Linked DNA regions of Mus musculus: region 2 is linked to region 1. The links are chromatin contacts, called in public HiChIP or PLAC-seq maps. All regions are on one chromosome and are shown on one strand. The core of a region is the stretch at or near the end of the contact, and the rest is flanking DNA. Distances in the headings are between cores, read along the strand shown. Region 1 overlaps 2610307P16Rik (RIKEN cDNA 2610307P16 gene). Region 2 holds the start of 2610307P16Rik (RIKEN cDNA 2610307P16 gene).

Region 1 (5,008 bases), core at 663-3,162:
TTTAATGTTTATTTGGTTTGTTTCTAAATGTGTATTTAAGTGGCAAAGTCATAAAGGGAAGAATTAATGATAATCAATACCAGATCTTCAACCATAGAACTCTTCATGGGATTGCAGTGTTTAGTGAAGTCAGCCAAAATGCATTCTAAAATGAGAAAACTGAAGAGTTCTTTAAAAGCAAGTTCCGCAGCCATATGCTGGATTCTGAAACCAGTATTAGCAAAAGACTAGGACGGCCTCAGATCCCTAGAAAAACACTCACCAAAATAAGGCAAGATCGGGCGTGTGGGACAGTATGGATCTTAGAAGCAACAGAGGTAGCAACTAAGATCTGATGCCAGAAAAGAATATGCTTTGTGCCTTCTGGTATCTTCAAAATGGCATGTCACCACTCCAGATGCTAAAATGAAGTGTAGATAAACTTCAAAAGACTCCGAAACAAAGCATGCATTTACGCACCTAAACCTACAGATGGTTCACATTCCTAAGGAATGTTCCTCATTTAATCTCATAGAAACTGTTTCTTAAACAGGAATTAGGTTTCCAGGCTAACGTACAAAAATAATTTTTCTTTCAATTTTCTTATATGCTTGAAGTAATTGATAGTAAACTGTATTTGAGAAAACAAGAAAAGAAGAACTAAGTGCCTGGGTCAGAAAGAAGAGAGAGAAGCTAGGGGTACGGGGTACTGTACAGAGAGGGAGCCAGTTGAAACTGCTTGAGGGTTAGCCCTCTGCTTCCATGCTCTTCAGCAATGCCAGTCCACAGGGGAACTGTGGCAGAGAGCTTACAATTCCACTTGCCCCTATCTCTCACAGGCTTAATAAAGCCAAATTGCACTGAGGCCTACGCAGCAGGCAATAAGGAACCTCTGAGGCTGTGGGGAGAAAGAAGACATGGAAAAACAACCCGATTCCTGAAGTTAAAAGGCTTCAGGCAGCCCCAACTCAAAGTCAGCCACACAGAACCCTTTAGGAAAGCAGGCTCAAGTACCAACAAGCAACGCCAGTCCTACAGATGGTTGAGACATGCTTCCAGGAAATGGAACACAGTTTCTCTATGAACCATCAGAACACCAAAGAAGGCTGGACATAAGGGCATCTTGCATGCTTCACTAAGAGACACAGTTTCCAGAACCTCACGTTAGATACCTAGATCCCATTACCTACCTTGACACATTCTGTCCTAGATTAAGGCCCTGAAAAAGAATCCTATGCCAAACACTGAAAACTCCTGATTTCCTAAGGCACAGAGATTACACAGGGCTAGTCCATTTAAGTTGTAATACTGACCAAATTTACTGAAAGCATAGCCCTGGCTGGCCTGAAACCCACTTTGCAGACCAGTGAAGAGCTGTGTTCTTAAAAGGGAACAGAATTCACTTAAGTCAAAAATCAACCCCTCCCTCCGAGTGCTCAAATGAGGCCCAACCTGGAGCTTTCCCATGTGTATCACTGGGCTCCAGCCCTTCAGTTCCCGGCTCACAAAGGAGACGAGTTCAAAGAAGCTGGAGGGAGGAGAAAACTGAACATAGAGCTAGAACAGCCAAGCTAACCCTGGGTGGTAATGATATCCCCCTAGGCACCCAGTTCTCAGACCACAAGGGGTGATGATTTACCACGTGCTATGGAAGCAGGCTTGGGACTCGGGCTGACATGATGAGTTAATTCAGCTGGAGAAACCATCCACATCTGTGCGGGTATTCTGAAGTCCCGTGGCCCCCGCAGATCTCCAGATAACCAGGGAAGCTGTGTGGCATTCCAGAAAGGCACTGGGCTGAATCGCAAAGCCCTGGATTTCTGTGCTGCCTCCACCGGCTCATCCCCCGGGAAAGGGCAAACCACTCTCTCCTGGGGACTAAGGCTCCTCATCTGTAAAACTGAGAGCAGATGCTTGCCTCTCTTCTAGCACAGAGCTCTAACTATCATGGAAAGAGAAATTTAATACTATTTCTATGCCCTCCCCTGCCTGCCCCTGAATGCCGGGGGAGCCTCCATGATATCTGAGCCAATACGTCCAGGGCTTTTAAGAAGATTTGCTGCAGTGATAATAACCATGCAAATATGTGAACAGCACTACTCTTAGAACCATGTCAAAAATACCAATTTTAAAAGGTCAAACAGACGGAAAAGGCCAGGCATGTATCACTGGGCCTGCCCAAGACTGGGCTTGTCAATAGCCAATCAAGGATGGGGAGCCATTCAGGGTGCCCTCCCCCTCCCTGCTTAACTACTGCAATCTATGCGCTCTGGGGGAGGGGCCCTTATTGCTTTCAGTTGCATATGAATTGATGAGCTTCTTGGGCTCTGAAACATAGTTCCAACAACATGGTCACACAGACAGACAGCTCTGGTTAAAATCAGAGGATAGCAAAACAAAAAGGCATATAGGTGTGAAAGGGAAGAAGGTGACAAAAGAGGGAAGGATAAGAGGAAACAAAAGAGTAAACAAAAAGCACTGTGTTCACATCCAGTCAAAACTGGAAAAAAAAATAAGTTTCTAATTAAAGAAAAAAAGGAAAAATAAAAAATTAAAATTAAAAAAAAAAAAGGCCAGTTATGGCGGCTCACCTATGAGGTGGTAATCCCAATAATCTTAAAGCTAAGGCAGGAGGATGATTTTTGAACTTGAGGCCAGTATGGACTATACAGCTAGACTCTGGAAAAGAGACAAAAATGAAAATACACACACATGCACTCATGCACACAGCTTGAGGGGTGGCTGAGAATAGATGTAGCTCAGTGGTAGAGTGTTCATCATGCTTAAATCATGCTAAATTCTTGGTTTAATCCCTAGAAGCCCCCTCCCCCAAGTCCCCACACCCAGAAAAGAAATCACAGTTATTTAGCTGAACATGTCGGTTCCTATCTGTAATCCCAGAATTTAGGAGGCTGAGTCAGATAGATTACTGCAAATTTCAAGCCAATTTGGACTATGCAGTAAATTCTAGCCTCTGATACAGTGTGAGACCTGGTTATTTAAAAAAAGAAGTAGGTGGCCAGGCAGTAGTGGCTCCCGCCTTTAATCCCAACACTTGGGAGGCAGAGACAGGTGAATTTCTGAGTTCAAGGCCAGCCTGGTCTACAGAGTGAGTTCCAGGACAGCCAGGGCTACACAGAGAAACCCTGTCTCGAGAAAGAAAAAAAAAAAAAAATAGGGCATACCTATAATCCCTCAGGAATTGGAAGAGGATTAAGTAGGGAGATCAAAGGTTCAAGGTCAGTCTCCACTAAAAGGGGAGTTTGAGGCTAGCCTCGGCTATATGAGACCGCTCTCCCCTCCAAGCCAAAAGTCAGCAGCCAAGTCTCACACTGCAGTAGGAGGAGCATCACAGAACCACACAGATACTGCTACAGGTACAAGGACGTTGCACCACAGCTTGGATTCCTCCTCCCACTGCACCCTCTGGCAGAGAACTCCCAGAAAGATAGCTTTATTCCACCTGGCCAGCCACTTGGTCGAGAACCCCATTCCACTGTAGTGTAGGAACCTGTGTGTATGCTATACTCATACCTCCCTCACAGGCTCCAGTAGCTTAAGGGCAAGGAATAAGTCCATCTCTATATTAGGATGGCATTTAATGAGGTGACTCAATACCTGTTAAGCAATAAACACATCAGTCTGCAAGGAGCCTGAGGTGTGGCCTGTTGCTGTTCCAGCTCTGCCACTGAGTCCTTTAATCTTCTGAGTGGGTGGGAACTGTCCTAGGATGCCCTCCCTCCAGGTCTCCTCACCCTCCTTTTCCTTTATCTCATTCTGCCTCCGCTTGGGTTTGAACTTGCCCTTGGGATGATGCACCAATGAATGCAGCTCTTTCCTCTGCCTTCCAACCCGGAAGGACATGGTTCTATGCTGAGTGCACAGTCTCACATTCCCATTGATGGCCTATAGAAAGCCACTGCACATTCTTTTTCAAGTCCTTACTTTGTACCGTTTAAATCAAACTAGTCTTTTCAGCTCCAAAGAAAATAGGCAATTGGCCAAGATTAGGTCACAGCCCTAGCAATCTGAGCAGGAATATCTTACACTCCATGAAGAGGGTACCTGGAGTTTATCAAAACTCAAGAAATGCACTTGGTGGAAAATTGAGTCTCCATCTGGAGAACCACTTGGTCCTGCAAAGGACAATTACAGCGAGGGTCTGCCCAGAATCAGTACCTCCTCCTGCTCTGGTGTCTAAACTGAAAGCAATGTCCCTTGCTTCAAAAGCTAACTAACTAACTACCCTCCCGCTCCTTTTGCCCTGTGATTCCTAACAGTGTTCCCTAGGATTGGTCTGCTCCCAAAACTTAAAAGCAGCCAGGAAGAATGAGATTTAACAAGTTTTATGTGGTATGCCTCAACTGCCAACTCTTTCACTCAAGCCCTAATCCCCCTTTAAAATCTCAACAGAGATGGGGGGTGGGGGGATTATATGCTCGATAAAACCCTAGGGTGCTCAAACATGAAATCCTGCGTCCACTTCTCACAGCTCTCAGCAAAACATTAAGGGAAATGTTCGGTATCCCTTTGTGAAGTAGCTTTTTAAGAAGCTGTGTTGAGTTGGTATGGTTTGATGTCTAGAGTCTTCCTTAAGCAAATAAGAAGTCCAGAGTCTCCTTCAACTCAATAGTTAAGCACACATCTTGGTATTAATTTGTCTGTCTTTTATGTGTCCCGGGAGCTGCCCTACACACTGTGGACAATGGGAACCCCATTCTTAAAGTGAAAACATTTCCATTTGTGTACAAAGAGACCATGTGTATCACAAACAAACCTCTTACATTAAACCCTAAAAGCTTGAGAATCTTTTCTTCTCAGATAGGACTCACATTGCCCACAGTGTGAGCAGCTCTACAAACCTAACACTGAGAGAATTTCCACATGCAGATCACATACCTGAAAATACTTGTAGCTTGATGTGGATGGAGGCTAACTCTTTAATGTCATCATGACATAGAGAAGAGAATCTGTGAAAATGTTGTGTTATTACCAGCTCAGCAGACAGCAGGAACAGTTTGACTTTACT
Region 2 (5,008 bases), core at 1,279-3,778, 190 kb after region 1:
AAGATGCATAATAATAATAATAACGACAACAACAACATAATGCAAGCCTGTTCTGTTAAAATAAAATATTCACGGTGGTATCTAAGGAGAAAATCAGCCACAAATAAAATAAGGTATGGCCTGTTGAACATATTGGACTCATTACTGACATAAAACATATATAACTCTACATAAATCAACATTCATTATACGTGCAGATATTGATGAATACGTGGTAAAAAAAAATCAATAAACTTTCATCAGATACTCCCAAATTATCATTCCACTTCAGAAACTATCTACAAAACACAGTCCCCAAGAAGGAAACATAAAGTCTTAAGTCACTTTAGGCGGGCAACAACTCAAAACAAGGAGACAGATCTCCAGTGGCATTAAGTATCAGGCCCAAAAGGAAGTGCTCGTGGGTGTCTAAGAAACATACCTTCTACAAGTAGAGAATTCTCGGGCATCACACTCCAATAATCCACATAAGGAAAGCCTTGTCGAAAATCCCAGCAATTTAACTGAAGAAACTCTAAATGAAGAAGTTGATGCTACTTTGTCCAGTGCTAACTTGCAGCGGTCCTGGCATCTTCATGCTAGCGGCTGGTAGGTATATATCCAGTAAGAGAAATTCGAAGGCATTTCAGTAGAAGTACTCCTGCTAAGTGGGTGACATGACTCTTGGAGTCGCTGGTATGACACCTATACAATTAGAATGTATTAAGGTTAGTTGTCGGGACAGTCTATACACTCCCTCCCTAAAAGAATAACTGTCGTCTTAATTCCTTTCAGTCTTTGACATAAAGATTCAAAGCTCCCCGGCTCTGGCACCTTGCAGAATGCTAACTCTCAGAAGTTAATGCATTGTTTGGATGCTTCCTAGAGTCACCCGCAGTAGGATGAGTTCTGTGTTTGACTTGTCTTGTTAAAAAGTGTCTCCAGGAGCTTGAAGAACACCTCCAGCATTTGGAAACACAGAAGAGGGTGGAGAAGGTGATAAATTACCTTGGTATTTGGACGGAGCCCACAAACATACCTGAAGACCATGAGCCGGGTTTTGTGTTGCAGAATCAAGATAAAGTCATATTTAAAGGCATCCGACAGATAAAGCCAACCTCTGTCCTTTGGACCCTAACTTAGATCTCTAAGTTATCTTTTTTTGTTGTTGTTGTTTAATGAACGCAAGTGGCTGGTAGAGATAAACAACTTTTGGAACGAAGTAGAAAAACAGCAAAAGATAGTTCATATAAAGTGAAGATATTGACTTACTGAGCAAGAACCAATGCAGAAGCATTCCGAAGTTAGGGGACTTGGGAAACAAAGTTAGGAAGCCGCCCTTCACCGCTATCTGGAGGGAACCTCGCTGCTTCCCCGCTGAACAGAGACGAAAAGCCGCCGCTCTTTTGGGCGGGTGTGGCCGATAGAAACAAAAGGTTAAAACACAAAAGGCGGGGCGGAGGGCTAGGTCAGGGGAGCTCGGCAGGCTCGTGGTTCCCTTCCTATTCAGACTGGCTGAGATAGGCCCGGGGGTCGCCAACACCTAAGAGAGGATGGATCCCGACGAGGACAGCAATAGGTCATTCTGGGTGGGTCATTAAACTGAACCAAACCACGGAGGTGAGGGGAGCGGACTCTTAACTAATGGTCCAGGCCCCATCAGCTTCATCTGCGCAGCTCTTGACAGTCTGGAACCTGTGGCTTCCTCAACTGGACCCCAGCCCCCAAAAACTTCCCGGACTCCTATTAATTTGCTGGAACTCCCTTACCACCCAAACCCTGTCTACATTCTATTGTTGCACGCTTCGTGTCTCCAGAGCGCTCCAGAGACAGTGAAGTTTGAAAACGCGTGAGGAAATGACCCCCACCTCTGCATCTTTCTTTTTTTGTGACCAAAGTCAGAGCTTATGTGTGGGTGAGCCTGATCTAATTCCCATTCTTATCAGAACGTTTTCCTCCAATCTACACACAACCGGGGAAAAGCGAGGCAGTATCCAGTTTGGATGCCCTTCTTCTTAGCCCCTCACCACCCCTAAAGAAGAAGCACAAGAGATGAAGGCGTTTAAAATAAACAAAACAATCTGTGCGAGAGTTTAAAAGAACAAAAGAAAAGGAGAACCGGGAAAAGAGATACAATTAAAAAATAATAATAAAAGACAAGAAACAGAAAGAAACAGTCAAACTTGGCTGCTAGATCTATGACTTTGCCCTCGGAAGGGCTGGGAGCAGGGGGACCTGAGGGAAGCAGGACAAACAGGACAAGTCACTCACCTTCTCCCTCCACTTCGTCGCACTTTGAAGGGACATTGTTTCCATTGTTGCAGCCTGCGAGGCGCTAGGATACTTTTGCGCAGCCTGACAGCGGAGAAAGTCGCGTTGACAAAGTTGCGAGAAAGAGATACTCGGGCGTCCAGGGAGCTGGAGAAGGAGTTCATCAGAGTTTCCCCTTTTGTTCCAAGTCCCAGAGCAGACAAAGAGGCGGAGAGCCGCGGCAGGTTTCTCCCTCTCACCCCTTCCTCCTCTCTCCCTCCCCTCCCTCCCCGCCCCCTCCCTCTCCCCGCATCTCCCGCCCGACTCTAAGCCTTGGTGCGCAGCTCCGGCTGCTCTGTCCCCAAGACCAGCAACTCAGTCCCGACCCTCTCTCCTTCCATCTCCCCGAAAACTTTGCCCAGAAGATGCGGGTCTTGGTCCCTTCTCACACCCTTTGAACACCCAGCTTCCAGTCCGCGCTCTCACGCCCGGGGAAATCTCCAAACTCATTGTTTCCGGGAGATGCACCTCTTTGTTTGCACTTTCCCTGCCAATCAGGGAGAGGAGCGGTTCACTTTGGCAATGAGTTTCTGCCATTTCTCAGCATCCCAAGAGATGTAATATGAAGGAGCCAGTCAACCCTTTAAGGTAAGAGGTACAATCATAGGTAGGGCTCACAGATGCCTCTCCATCCATGACCCTCCATCCTATGTACCCTCTTCCAACCAACAGCCTGGAAGAATTCAAAGAAGTTCTAAGTGATGGAAAAGTCTCTTCTCCCTCCCTCATCAGTGCCCACACAGGACCCTAGGGGAAAACCCTCAAATCTGCATGGCAGAGGCCACTAAGTATCCCACAGGGACCTACACCTTGCCCTTGTAGGTTACCTGTTGCTGCTGGTACTATGCCACTCATGGGGGGTGGGGGGGGGCCTGAACAGAGACCACCGGCTCAAACCTCAGAGAACTTCCTCTTATCTCCAACTATATTAACAAGACTCTCAGGTTAACATGGCTCCTTCCCAAACCTACTGTTCCTTCCTAGTTCCCTTCCTTTCACAGCTACAGGGTCTTCCTCCTTCACTTCTAACTCCCCATCCTCTTCCCTCCCCCACCTTCTGGTCCTGGGCAAGCCAGGTGTCTTCCTTGTCTGGGAGTCTCTCAGTCTTTCTTAGAGCCTTCTGAAAATCATCCATCAGTTCCAGAACTGGGGTCCCCACTTTACACCGCAGCATTCAGCTCTCATCCCAACATGGTTTCCCCCCACCCCAGGAACTCAAAGCTGCACCAATTTCCTTTCTAGATCTCACCAGAATAGAAGAAAAGCAGGAAGGTGGGAGAAGGTAGAGGGACACGCAGCCTTTTATATTCAGTCTTCAGGGCAAAGGGGGTTTAAAAAAAAACACTCAAACATTCCAAAGCAAATATTCAACCTCCTGCTGGTGTCCACGCACCTTATATACTCTTTCTCCAAATCTAGACAGGGAAGACCCAATGAGTTGTTAAATGTGAGGGTAAAGAGATGGGGTGAAAGGGGGCATAGGGAGCTGTATTCCTGGCTAGGATTAAAGATGCGAAGAGGGGGTAGGAAGGGAACCTTGCTGGGTCTGGAATGTCATGGGTGTGGATCATAACAAGCACCCTTCCAGTGCTTGCCAAGTCTCTCCCCTAGGGGAGAACAAAGACTCTGTGAGAGGGCTTCCGTTCTGATCTCCTGGGGTCTGCACTGGGCCCAGTGTTCCTCTGTCAGACTGCCAGAGCGCGCACTCCGCTAGCTGTCTGAAACTTTGTAACCAACTTCCTCCGAATTAGCGCTCAAGGTTTGCTGGCCCAAAGAAACCTAGACAATAACATCCCAGAAACAGAGATGCGCTCTCCAAGGTCGGTCCTCCAACCTTGCTAGGTGCCGGTTCCCACCCGAATGCTGGACTGCCCTCTGCCAAAAGGCAAGCAGAGCACACTCAATCCATTAGTTCCTTTAAAAGCAGTTTCTTAAGTTGAGGACCCTGCTGGGTCTGGAATGTCGGGGGGGGGGGGGGGGGACAGAGTTAGGTAGAAGCAACTACTGGAAAATGTAGCAAAGTAATAAAGGATCCACAGGGAAGGGCAAGGACAATGGCTCAAGAGGCTCCAAGAGGGAGGACCAGGGAGCACTAGCAGGGCGCATACCCGCGCGGGTCCCGCCAAGATTGCACGGGTCCCGCAATCGCGCCTGGGATCCTGGCAACACGTGGCCACCAACTAGGGGTCCGCTGGGACCCTTACCTACTGGTGGCACCTACACAGTGTCCTGAAATTGCCCCTTATCTTGCGGAAGTTCAAAAGCCTCTTTTTAGGATAGGAATCTTGAATGCATCACAACCACAAAGAGGAAATATCCCCACCCACTTCTGTCTGGCACATTCTCCTCTTTGTTTAATTATGAGGATCTCCAGAATTTTGTTTTTAGGAGAAATGTACCCTCCCTCTGCAAATAAGCACTTCCTGCCCGCTCATCTTAAATATCTGCGTTAAAGGTCATGAAAAGCCCGTACAGCCGCTTCTGGAAAATACTCCCAATGTGTAGGTCGGGTCACCCTATGTAGTTTCTAACTCCTAAATAATATCCAGTTCTCCAGTTATCCTTACAGTGCACAATACTGCCAATCCTCCCTGGTGGCACACCCCCATAATCCCAATCTTTTGGATGCTGAGGATGTCAGATAACTGAATTCAAGACTATCTTGGGCTACAAAGTGAGCTCCAAAATAGCCTGGGGCTATTCTGTGATAGTGAGCCCC

Evidence for each region. HiChIP or PLAC-seq counts read pairs in DNA pulled down with a chosen protein or histone mark.
Region 2: an H3K4me3 HiChIP or PLAC-seq map of embryonic limb bud shows a contact between it and region 1, with 3 times the contacts expected there. The contact joins the promoter of 2610307P16Rik here to the enhancer-like site in region 1. A contact is called at or near these places in 5 of 484 Hi-C or Micro-C datasets (liver, nephron progenitors, palatal mesenchyme and 1 more) and 7 of 115 datasets of contacts at active chromatin or transcription factors (craniofacial prominence, embryonic limb bud, embryonic midbrain and 3 more).

What each region holds. Positions count from the first base shown.
Region 1 is chr13:28,696,294-28,701,301 of GRCm38.p6, forward strand. All of the region lies in intron 3 of 2610307P16Rik (RIKEN cDNA 2610307P16 gene), which reads right to left. Among named protein-coding and RNA genes, the nearest start is that of Mir6368, 12 kb to the right of the region's middle. Within about 2 kb of position 1,913, at least 49 of the 459 cell types and tissues checked have an H3K27ac peak or open chromatin away from gene starts, as enhancers often do. A contact at or near this core is called in craniofacial prominence, embryonic limb bud, nephron progenitors and 2 more, where this site is marked.
Region 2 is chr13:28,882,894-28,887,901 of GRCm38.p6, forward strand. 2610307P16Rik (RIKEN cDNA 2610307P16 gene) reads right to left here and starts at 2,529. Exons shown (of 8, transcript NR_045054.1): 1 at 2,251-2,529; 2 at 422-684.